3 separate regions of the Mus musculus genome follow, and all the other regions are linked to region 2. The links are chromatin contacts, called in public Hi-C and HiChIP or PLAC-seq maps. All regions are on one chromosome and are shown on one strand. The core of a region is the stretch at or near the end of the contact, and the rest is flanking DNA. Distances in the headings are between cores, read along the strand shown. Region 1 holds the start of Rab3b (RAB3B, member RAS oncogene family). Region 2 overlaps Nrd1 (nardilysin, N-arginine dibasic convertase, NRD convertase 1). Region 3 holds the start of Kti12 (KTI12 homolog, chromatin associated).

Region 1 (2,967 bases), core at 8-2,507, 150 kb after region 2:
ACACACACACAAACACACACACACACACACACACACACACACACACGCGTGCGCGCGCACGCACACACACACACACACTCACTTATTTCGTTTACAGTCTACAGCTTTCCTGTGGATTCTGGGAAGGTGGGATGGAGAAATCCACTTTCACTCCACACCTCTTTTGGCTTCTAGAGGTTGTCATCCTGCCCTCTCAAAGTCTCTTCCACATTTGACACCAAGATAGAATTGCATGTGGATGAATTTTTCTGTTCACTATTCTCTTCTTGCCCATGGCTCCAGTTGGCATTGTAGTCTTGTCCAGTGTTTGCTGTCCTCATGCTGTCAGGAGCCAAGACTCGGCTAGTGCCAAGGTTGTACTCAACCCTCACCTCACACCCATCATCCCTGCAATTTCACTCTCCAAGTTCCCTCAAGGTTTCTCTGCTTCCAGCTACAAGACCCTGCTCCATTCCAGCGCCATTTCCTCCATCCTGACCAGAACTTAGGTGTCCCTCGCCCACAAGCAGGGTCAAGACCCACTCCCCTACCTAGTTCCCGCCCCTTTCTGCGGGGCGGAGTAGACTCAGCTGGCTCCCCACATTTCCCTTCTTCCAAGCTCATCCCCTCCAAGCCCCAACCCTATGTCTCCATCCCTTGAGACCCCTTCGCGGGTACCAGCGGGGCTCGGTTCTACACCCTTTCACTCCCAGCTAACCACACTCACGTCCCGGAAGTTCTCAATCCCACCAGACACCCGTTCCTGCTCTGCGCCCCTTCCTTTCAGCCCTTGCTCTTCTGCTCGTCTCAAAGCCCCTCGAGCCCACCCAGCTCTCCGCCTTCACGCCCCCTTTCGCCTGCCTCCCCTCCATCCTTTCAGCATCCCTCTGCTGCCCTAAGATGTACCCAGCCACCCCTTACTGCCTGTAGTAGCTGCTCATCTGCCCCCAGCCCCAATGGTCGCTGCTTCCCGGCGGACCTGTGCGGAGTGCGAGCCAGCACTCCTGCTTTGCTGCGGTGCGGGTCCCTGGCGGCCTCTCGCAGCCCCTCTCTGAGTCCCCTAGGCTGCCTTGCACTCGGTCCCCGGCTCCCAGGCAGTGCGGAGCCCGGTCGAGGCCGCGCCCCTTACCTCGGATAAGAGCTGGCTCACGGACAGTGCAGCCGGACTGTTGCACTTGGCGATAGTGGGTGAGAGGCAGGCGAGGCGGGTCTGGTTCCCACCTCGGCTACGGAGGGCTGAGGCTCTGGCTGAAGATGGGTTGGGTTCCCGCTGGGTCCAAGCCCCGCCCCTGGGCGGAACCCATGTAAGATCCGCCCCGCCCCTGCGTTCTGGGCTGGTGTAAGGAACCTACAATTTCTTGGGAGCCTTACACCCTATATATCTGGGTGACTTTTATAATCTGCCCACATTCTATAGTTTGCACCTACAGGGTGCTCAGAGGTCTTTGGTGATAATGTAGATGATGATGGCGTCAAGTTTTGCTCTTTCCAAATGCTTTACTCCATTCTCATAAACTCTCAAGGAGGGAGCACAACCTGTCCACAAGTGAAAAATGAGCTAGGAAGCTGGCTATCACCGTCTGCCCCACTCATCACCTCTTCATGGTCCTTGTCGTCTGAGACTGGTAATCCCATCTGAACAAATCCAATCTTCTTCTAGGTTTCCTTTTCTCTGCATAAAGTATCCTGGTTCAGGACTCATGGGACTAATGCAAGAATTCTAATTCCTGCCTTCTTTCCAGCCTCTATACCAGTGACCTGAGGAACCTTTTGAAATGATTTCGACCTTGTTAAGATAACACTCACTGCTTCTCCATGACCAGCAGTAGCATGGAGTTTGCCAACTGGAGTGGTAAATGTTCTTGTCTGAGCCTTAGCAGACCCCAGATCTTCCAGGAGTGGTAGGTCACCTTCAAATTCTTATATGGATTTCACCTTCCATTGTCCTGAGGTCACTGGCCTGACATTTGGGTCTGGAGTTATTATTCTTTTCTTTCTTCCTTTTAATGATTTTTTATTTCATGTGCATTGGTATTTTGCCTGCGCGGATGTCTGTGTGAGGGTGTAGGATCCCTGGAACTGGAGTTACAGACAATTGTGAGCTGTCATGTGAGTGCTAGGATTTGAACCCAGGTCCTCTGGAAGACCAGCCAGTGCTCTTACCCACTGAGCCATCGCTCCAGCTCCTCTTTGTTCTTTTCTATAGTCATCCCCACCCCAGGTCATAGAAGTACGAGTCAGATAAGAAGTCCAGATTTTTCTCAGTTCCGTTATGACTTGTCTAAGATGTTTCTTTCCAGCCTCTCTGCCTCAGCATCAGAGTCCTAATCCTTACAATGTTCGCTAGAGCTGCTTATCAGCCCCTTTAGTCAGGTCCGCGCTGCCCATTTGACTTTCAGCTTCCCCTGTGCTCCCTCTAGAACCCTGGTTCCACCCTCTGCATCTTTAGAATGCTCAGGTTACCTCTTTATCTTTACCGAAACCTTATCCTCCCCCGGGACACTGCTTCCATGGTAGCCCTCTGCAGAAAGGCTCTTCATTTTCTTAACCTCCATGTATCATAACACCAGGAGGTGGGCAGCATTGTCACGCCCACCCTCATACAAAGATTTGCTCTCCTTTGCCCGCGAGCCATATCACAGCCTATGGCTCCTCCACACTGTTCCTCGTGCTCTGAGGAGTTCCTGGGGTACCAGCCCCTTCACTAGCTGCTGCTCCGCCATCCTTCTGGTGACTTCAGTTGCATATGGGGGTCTCCTGACCCTCATCCCTTTGCCTCTGCTTTACATGTTGACTGTGTCATTAACACCTACAGCCACACCTGACCCTCCTACTCACCTAGAACTTCTGGTCTTAAGACCAAACACCCTATGCAGAACTTACTCCCATAAGGCCTAGTTTCCTTTCCTCATTTCAAACTGGGTAACATGAATAACGAGTTGCCCATTCTTCACAGGAACAATGAGATAACATGTAAAACAACCCTTT
Region 2 (2,877 bases), core at 190-2,689:
ATTAAAATCAAGGAGTCGTACTTAGAAGCAAGCACCTTAATCTGCTAAAGTATTTGTCAGCTCTATTTAAGTATTTGATGTTGTGATGTGTTGTGATGTGATGTGTGTACAAGTAGGGTCCAAAGGTTGATATTTGCTGTCTCCCTCAATCGTTCTCCGCTTTTTAATTCTTCTCTCATATATTATATCCCAAATACCTTTTTTTTAAAGTTACTCCTAAATACCTGCAAAAACCTACTTTTAATTACATTTGTTTGTGTGTGAAGTCACCATGTAGATGCTGTAGACTGAACTCATACTTGGTCTTACCTGCCAAACCATCTCACTAGTCCTTCCTCCTCAATATTCTCTACACGGCCTCTGGAACCTGGAGCTTGCTAACTCAGCTAGCCCGGCTAGCCAGCAAGTCTGAGGGATCCGCCCTCTCTGCCTCCCCAGAGCTGGGGTGGCACGTGCCATAGGTGCTGGAGTCTGAACTCAGATCCTCATGCCTGTGAAACAAGCTCTTCAGGAACTGAGCCATCCATCTCCTCAGACCCAGAAATTTGACTTTTAAGTAGCATAAAAAGAGAAATTCTCAAAATCAAAAAACTCTAGATTATATGTGATCTCATCACAATTCTATTGTTTATTTTAGAATTTGACAATAAGACTTAGGAGACTAAGGTAGGTGAATCTCTCTGAGTTCAGGGCAGGCCAAGTCTATACAGCAAGTTGAGGGATACAAAGAGACCCTGTCTCAAAAACAAACAAAAATCTGCACCAGTATCAATCACTGTATCAAACAGGAAAAGATCACAAAGGGACAAACACCAGAGTGAATAAAACTTCATATGCATGAAGTAATTTGCAACAATTTATAAATTAACCTCTATACTAAAAATAAGCAATGCCTGCTACAACAATATAAATGCAATTTAGAATCACATTTTTGGATTAATTTTGAAAAATGAAAACTGTTTCATATGTTATCAGCTTTGTTTGATCTCAATTTTGAAGAGGTTGGGTCAAAATTTTATAGAACGGAGAATGATATTTGGTGAGAGGAGAAGAGAAGAAACATGCAAACTATAATGTCAAAAGGAATTGTTTAACACGTGATTATTAGGACATCTACAAAAGGTTAAACCCCCAAGACAACAGAAGTTACTGGAGTCTCCTCAGTGAGTCACTAAGATAATCAGGACATGGAAGGAGCAGAGATGCTCTTCAGTCTTGACATTTAGAATGCTTCTATCATTGCTACAGGATTGCTCTTAATTATCTTATAGGACCTTTATATAGGGATGAACAAACAGCTTGCCCTGTAAGTTTATGAGCAATATAAATATAAAACCACAAATATGAATCATCTGAAAAGAAAACACAACAGCTGAGCTAGGTGTGGTGGCACATGCCTGAAATCCCAGAAGGTCAAGGCTACATGAGCCCCTGTCTCAACCACACATGACCTCTGAGTAGTACACCAGTATACTCATACGCACTTGAAGTTAGTCCATAAATGACCTATTTCTGTGAGAGATGATTTGTATGAGATGATCTACGTTTCTGTGAACTTTGCCATTACTTTGTAACATATTCATTTCCTTCCATTTTTAAGAAATATTTGTATTTATGTATAGTGGTGTGTGTGTGTGTTGTATGTGTTGTGTGGTATGTGTATTAGTGTTGGGGTGCTGGTGGAGACCAGAAGAAGATGTGCGATCCCCTAGAGTTGTAAATATAGGCAGTTGTTAGGCACCCATCACGGATGCTAAGAACCAAAGTCTGGCTCACTGCAAGCAGAGCAAGCACTCTGCTGAGTCATCTCTCTAGCTCCAGTTTGTAATTTGCCAGATAATAGAGTAACAATATGCCATAGTGACTCAAACATCCTATGAAAGTAGAACAGTTGATCTTTGAACAACATGTGGGAATATTGACCCCTGGGGCAGTAAATACACACCCTCACACACAAACACACACCCTCACACACACACCCTCACACACACACACCCTCACACACACACACCCTCACACACACACACACACACACCCTCACATACACACACCCTCACACACACACACACACCCTCACACACACACACACCCTCACACACACACACACCCTCTCACACACACACACACACACACACACACACACACACCCTCACACACACACCCTCACCCATACACACACCCTCACACACATACACCCTCACCCATACACACACCCTCACACACACACACACCCTCACACACACACCCTCACACACACACACCCTCATCTCTATGGGACTATATGTGCATGCTCTATGATTGTGCATGTGTACATGCATGTGTTCATATGTATGGAAGCCAGAGGTCAAATGTCCTTCTCAATTGTTTTCCATCTCATTTTTGACTATCCCAAAAATTGACTAACAGCCAGATCTTCACAAAAGCCATATCAGTAACATAAACTACCTATTGACATGTACTTTAGATTTCATACACATTATATACGGTGAAGACTGTTCAAGTACTGAGACCTTTTTAAAAGAAAAAAAAAAAGCCTACAATACAGTTGACTAGAGCAGACTAACTCTCCGTGTGGACATGATCAGCAGCTTCATGCAGATGTCACAACAGTGGAGAAGGATAAGAAACGATGTCAGTACTAATTGACTACCATTCATTCCATGTAGTTATGCTTTAATACATTTGCGTCTGTTTACATTTCTCTCTGCTGTAAATGATGCAATGTGTTTATCCAGGTTTAGATTAAATGTATACTTTATAGATTTGTGTATATTTTATGGTAATAAATAAAATAAAATATTATGTACATGTATTTTATGTATTCATGTCATCTAGCTTTTTCTTAAATTTTTTTTCTTTCTAGGCTATGTGTTTCAT
Region 3 (2,772 bases), core at 18-2,517, 180 kb after region 2:
CTCAATGCCTCAGCTTATGCTAACTACACACTCAGGGTATGGCAGTGGCAGTTAAGAAAACGAGTCAAAACTTGGCCATCTTACTACAGTATGCTTTGCAGACCTTCGGACTATTCTTCCTAAACAAAGTACAGTAGAATAGTCAGACACGAGCCACAGCTGCTGCCCACTACCTCATTAGTGCAAACTCTGGTTCAGATACTGAAGAAACATGTTGGCCAATTGAGGCAGATTCTCGTTATTGGGATGCATTTTGGTGTAGGAAATAAACTGGCGACGGAGGCGACTCAATTCTGCTAAGGTCAAGGGTCGGGTAAATCGGAGGGGCTCCGTGGTGCCAGGGAGCTTTAGGAAGTCTCCGGGCACAGCGCTCTTCTGGGCTTCCATCACAGCGGTCAACACCTGGCTTGTGGCCTGATCCAACTGGTGCAGAAAGCTGCCAGAGGCTAGAGGCTGAGACTGCGTAGACTGATGGGGCGGGGGAGCCCGATTCTCAAACAAGGCAGACCGGATCTCCGCGAGGGGCAATGGCTCTTCTAAACCCACCACAGTGAACAAGGGGCGATCCCAGCGGTTCCGGGAGTCGGGAGACTCAAAGCGCAGCGCTAAGGACTCCAGAACCTCGGGAGGAAAGGCACAGGACGCAGGCTCTGCAGATTTCTCGGACCCCGGGGTCATTACAGCGGAAGGGTTTGATGGCAGGATTTCCTCTGGATCCAGTTCCTTTGAGACAGCGGCCAGAACTCCCCCGTTGGCTACGGGGCTGGTGGCGCGCTGTTCCTCCACAGCGCCAGCCGCCTGAGACTTCCCGCCGGTCTCGGCCCGCGGTCTCCAGCTCACGCTGACAGCCAGGTCCCGGTTCTCGGAGGCGGAAGCCTCCCGAAGCTCGCGGCTCGGCCAGTTCGGCCGCACGCAGTAAAGTAAGCAGAGCGGCGTGCGCGCGGCCCGGGCGAGGCAGTACAGCTCGTAGCGGAAGCCCTTGATGTAGTTCACCGAGTCCAGGATGACCACGTCCTGCCGGCTCAGGCGCCGCTCCACCGCAGCCCGCAGCGCAGCCCGCAGAGCCTTCTCACCAGCGGAGTCGCCGTACACAGTCGGGTCCTGCGCGCCCAGCACCGAAGCATCGTCCACCACATACACCGCGCGGCCCTCGCTGGCCAGCGCCCGACGGAGCTCCTCCGTCCGCTGGCTCTTGCCGCTGGACGGCAGCCCGCAAACCACGACGAGCGGCATGATCTCCAGGGGCATCCATGTGCGGATGTTTGGCGTCAACTTCCGGCAGGAACCGGAAGAGAAAACCGAGCTTCCTGTTCCCTTACACTCTTACGGGACCTTTTGTTTCTATGGGAAACCGGAACTCTAACCAACCAGATCAAGGACCAACATTCTCAGAAAGGAGACGCAAAGATTAGAATGGCGTTAGTTATTTACACCAAACGTTAAAGGCCTCAACAGGATAAGATTACCCTCCGTCAAAGAGGGTATTTATTAAATGGGATTTAATGGGCATTCAACGAAATTACTAGCACCACATTTAGCATACAGAAGGCAAATTACAAATGATGTTTCTCTATTCAGGACTTCTCTTACACCTAGTAGCTCTTAGTAAATGTTTATTCATAACAACTATTTCAGTCGTCAACATCCTTTCATGGTTGGGGTCAGAGATGAATAAAAACTGTTCCCCTAGGAAAATCAAGGTTCAAAAAAACAATATATATATGGAAAAAAGGAAAAAAAAATCAAGGTTCGTATCAGGAAGCATTAAGTGTCCACGCAAAGTAAACACTTTTATGGGTAGCTGTACTTTAGTGTGAAGAACAGAAGTGAAAAAGCTGCCCGGAAACCTCCTTGAAGACTTGATTGATGCTTGAATTTGTTTCTATTTGTTTGGTAGAGAGGGCTGCTGGGCTAGAACCTTGTGAATGCTCTATGCCTCAGCACTATACCCTCGGAGCGAACTTGATTTTGAACTTGAAAGAATAATTGAAATTTCCATCGTGGATAGAGTCGCCAAATACAATGAAGATTTTCCAATTAAATCTGATTTTGAGATTTTTAAAAAGTTGCATAAGTTACATGGGCATATTTAATTTTCCTTTGTGTGAAATTTAAATTTAGCTGGGTATCTTTTTTTAATTAAACTTGGCAATCCTCCTGCAGAAAGCTTGAGTTGAGACCCCCGTGTCATGAGACTTAGGATCTGTTTTACAACAGCAAGCACAAGTGTGATAGGTACAGAAGTATAAATGTGAGTATGTGTGTGACAGGAGTATGATATAATATAGGACACACATGCTGGAGTAGAGTAAGTCTCTAATACAGTACAGGAGACACATGAAAGTCCACTTAATGGTTGTTTAAAGACTGGGAAGTGGGGCTGGTGAGATGGCTCAGTGGGTAAGAGCACCCGACTGCTCTTCCGAAGGTCCGGAGTTCAAATCCCAGCAACCACATGGTGGCTCACAACCATCCGTAACGAGATCTGACTCCCTCTTCTGGAGTGTCTGAAGACAGCTACAGTGTACTTACATATAATAAATAAATCTTTAAAAAAAAAAAAAGACTGGGAAGTAATTTCACTTTTCAGTATTTCAATTCTCTTTTCGATAAAATGTAACAGTTATTATTTCATAGTTGTACCAATCTCAGAGGCTGTAAAGACTAAATAAACCAATCTTTGTAACATTGGCAGCTCCTTGCTTCTGCACCCTCCCCCACCCCTTATGCTCTGCGTGTTTGTGCACAAACTAACCCTCCCTGAAACATTAC

What was found. HiChIP or PLAC-seq counts read pairs in DNA pulled down with a chosen protein or histone mark. Hi-C and Micro-C count contacts between places; a contact is called where the count stands out from the background.
Region 1: a contact with region 2 is called in a Hi-C map of the C2C12 cell line, with 3 times the contacts expected there. The contact joins the promoter of Rab3b here to the enhancer-like site in region 2. A contact is called at or near these places in 20 of 39 promoter capture datasets (the 3T3-L1 cell line, 3T3-L1-derived adipocytes, the C10 cell line and 14 more), 4 of 15 datasets of contacts at CTCF or cohesin (the NIH/3T3 cell line, embryonic stem cells, large pre-B cells and 1 more), 74 of 484 Hi-C or Micro-C datasets (B cells, the Ba/F3 cell line, the C2C12 cell line and 38 more), 10 of 115 datasets of contacts at active chromatin or transcription factors (astrocytes, embryonic basal ganglia, embryonic forebrain and 3 more) and 4 of 9 other capture datasets (adipose tissue, embryonic stem cells, liver and 1 more).
Region 3: a contact with region 2 is called in a CTCF HiChIP or PLAC-seq map of the NIH/3T3 cell line, with 10 read pairs. The contact joins the promoter of Kti12 here to the enhancer-like site in region 2. A contact is called at or near these places in 5 of 39 promoter capture datasets (3T3-L1-derived adipocytes, erythroid cells, liver and 2 more), 1 of 15 datasets of contacts at CTCF or cohesin (the NIH/3T3 cell line), 1 of 484 Hi-C or Micro-C datasets (pancreatic cancer cells), 13 of 115 datasets of contacts at active chromatin or transcription factors (the SCID.adh cell line, bone marrow-derived macrophages, embryonic forebrain and 4 more) and 4 of 9 other capture datasets (adipose tissue, embryonic stem cells, liver and 1 more).

What each region holds. Positions count from the first base shown.
Region 1 is chr4:108,877,360-108,880,326 of GRCm38.p6, reverse strand. It overlaps Rab3b (RAB3B, member RAS oncogene family), which reads right to left and starts at 1,257. Exons shown (of 5, transcript NM_023537.5): 1 at 1,109-1,257.
Region 2 is chr4:109,029,008-109,031,884 of GRCm38.p6, reverse strand. The region is part of intron 7 of Nrd1 (nardilysin, N-arginine dibasic convertase, NRD convertase 1); the gene reads right to left. Among named protein-coding and RNA genes, the nearest start is that of Mir761, 13 kb to the right of the region's middle. Within about 2 kb of position 1,439, at least 26 of the 459 cell types and tissues checked have an H3K27ac peak or open chromatin away from gene starts, as enhancers often do. A contact at or near this core is called in the C2C12 cell line, the HL-1 cell line, the NIH/3T3 cell line and 2 more, where this site is marked.
Region 3 is chr4:108,846,352-108,849,123 of GRCm38.p6, reverse strand. Kti12 (KTI12 homolog, chromatin associated) reads right to left here and starts at 1,267. Exons shown (of 1, transcript NM_029571.2): 1 at 1-1,267. The coding sequence starts at 1,233. The coding sequence ends at 178. The region is part of intron 2 of Txndc12 (thioredoxin domain containing 12 (endoplasmic reticulum)); the gene reads right to left.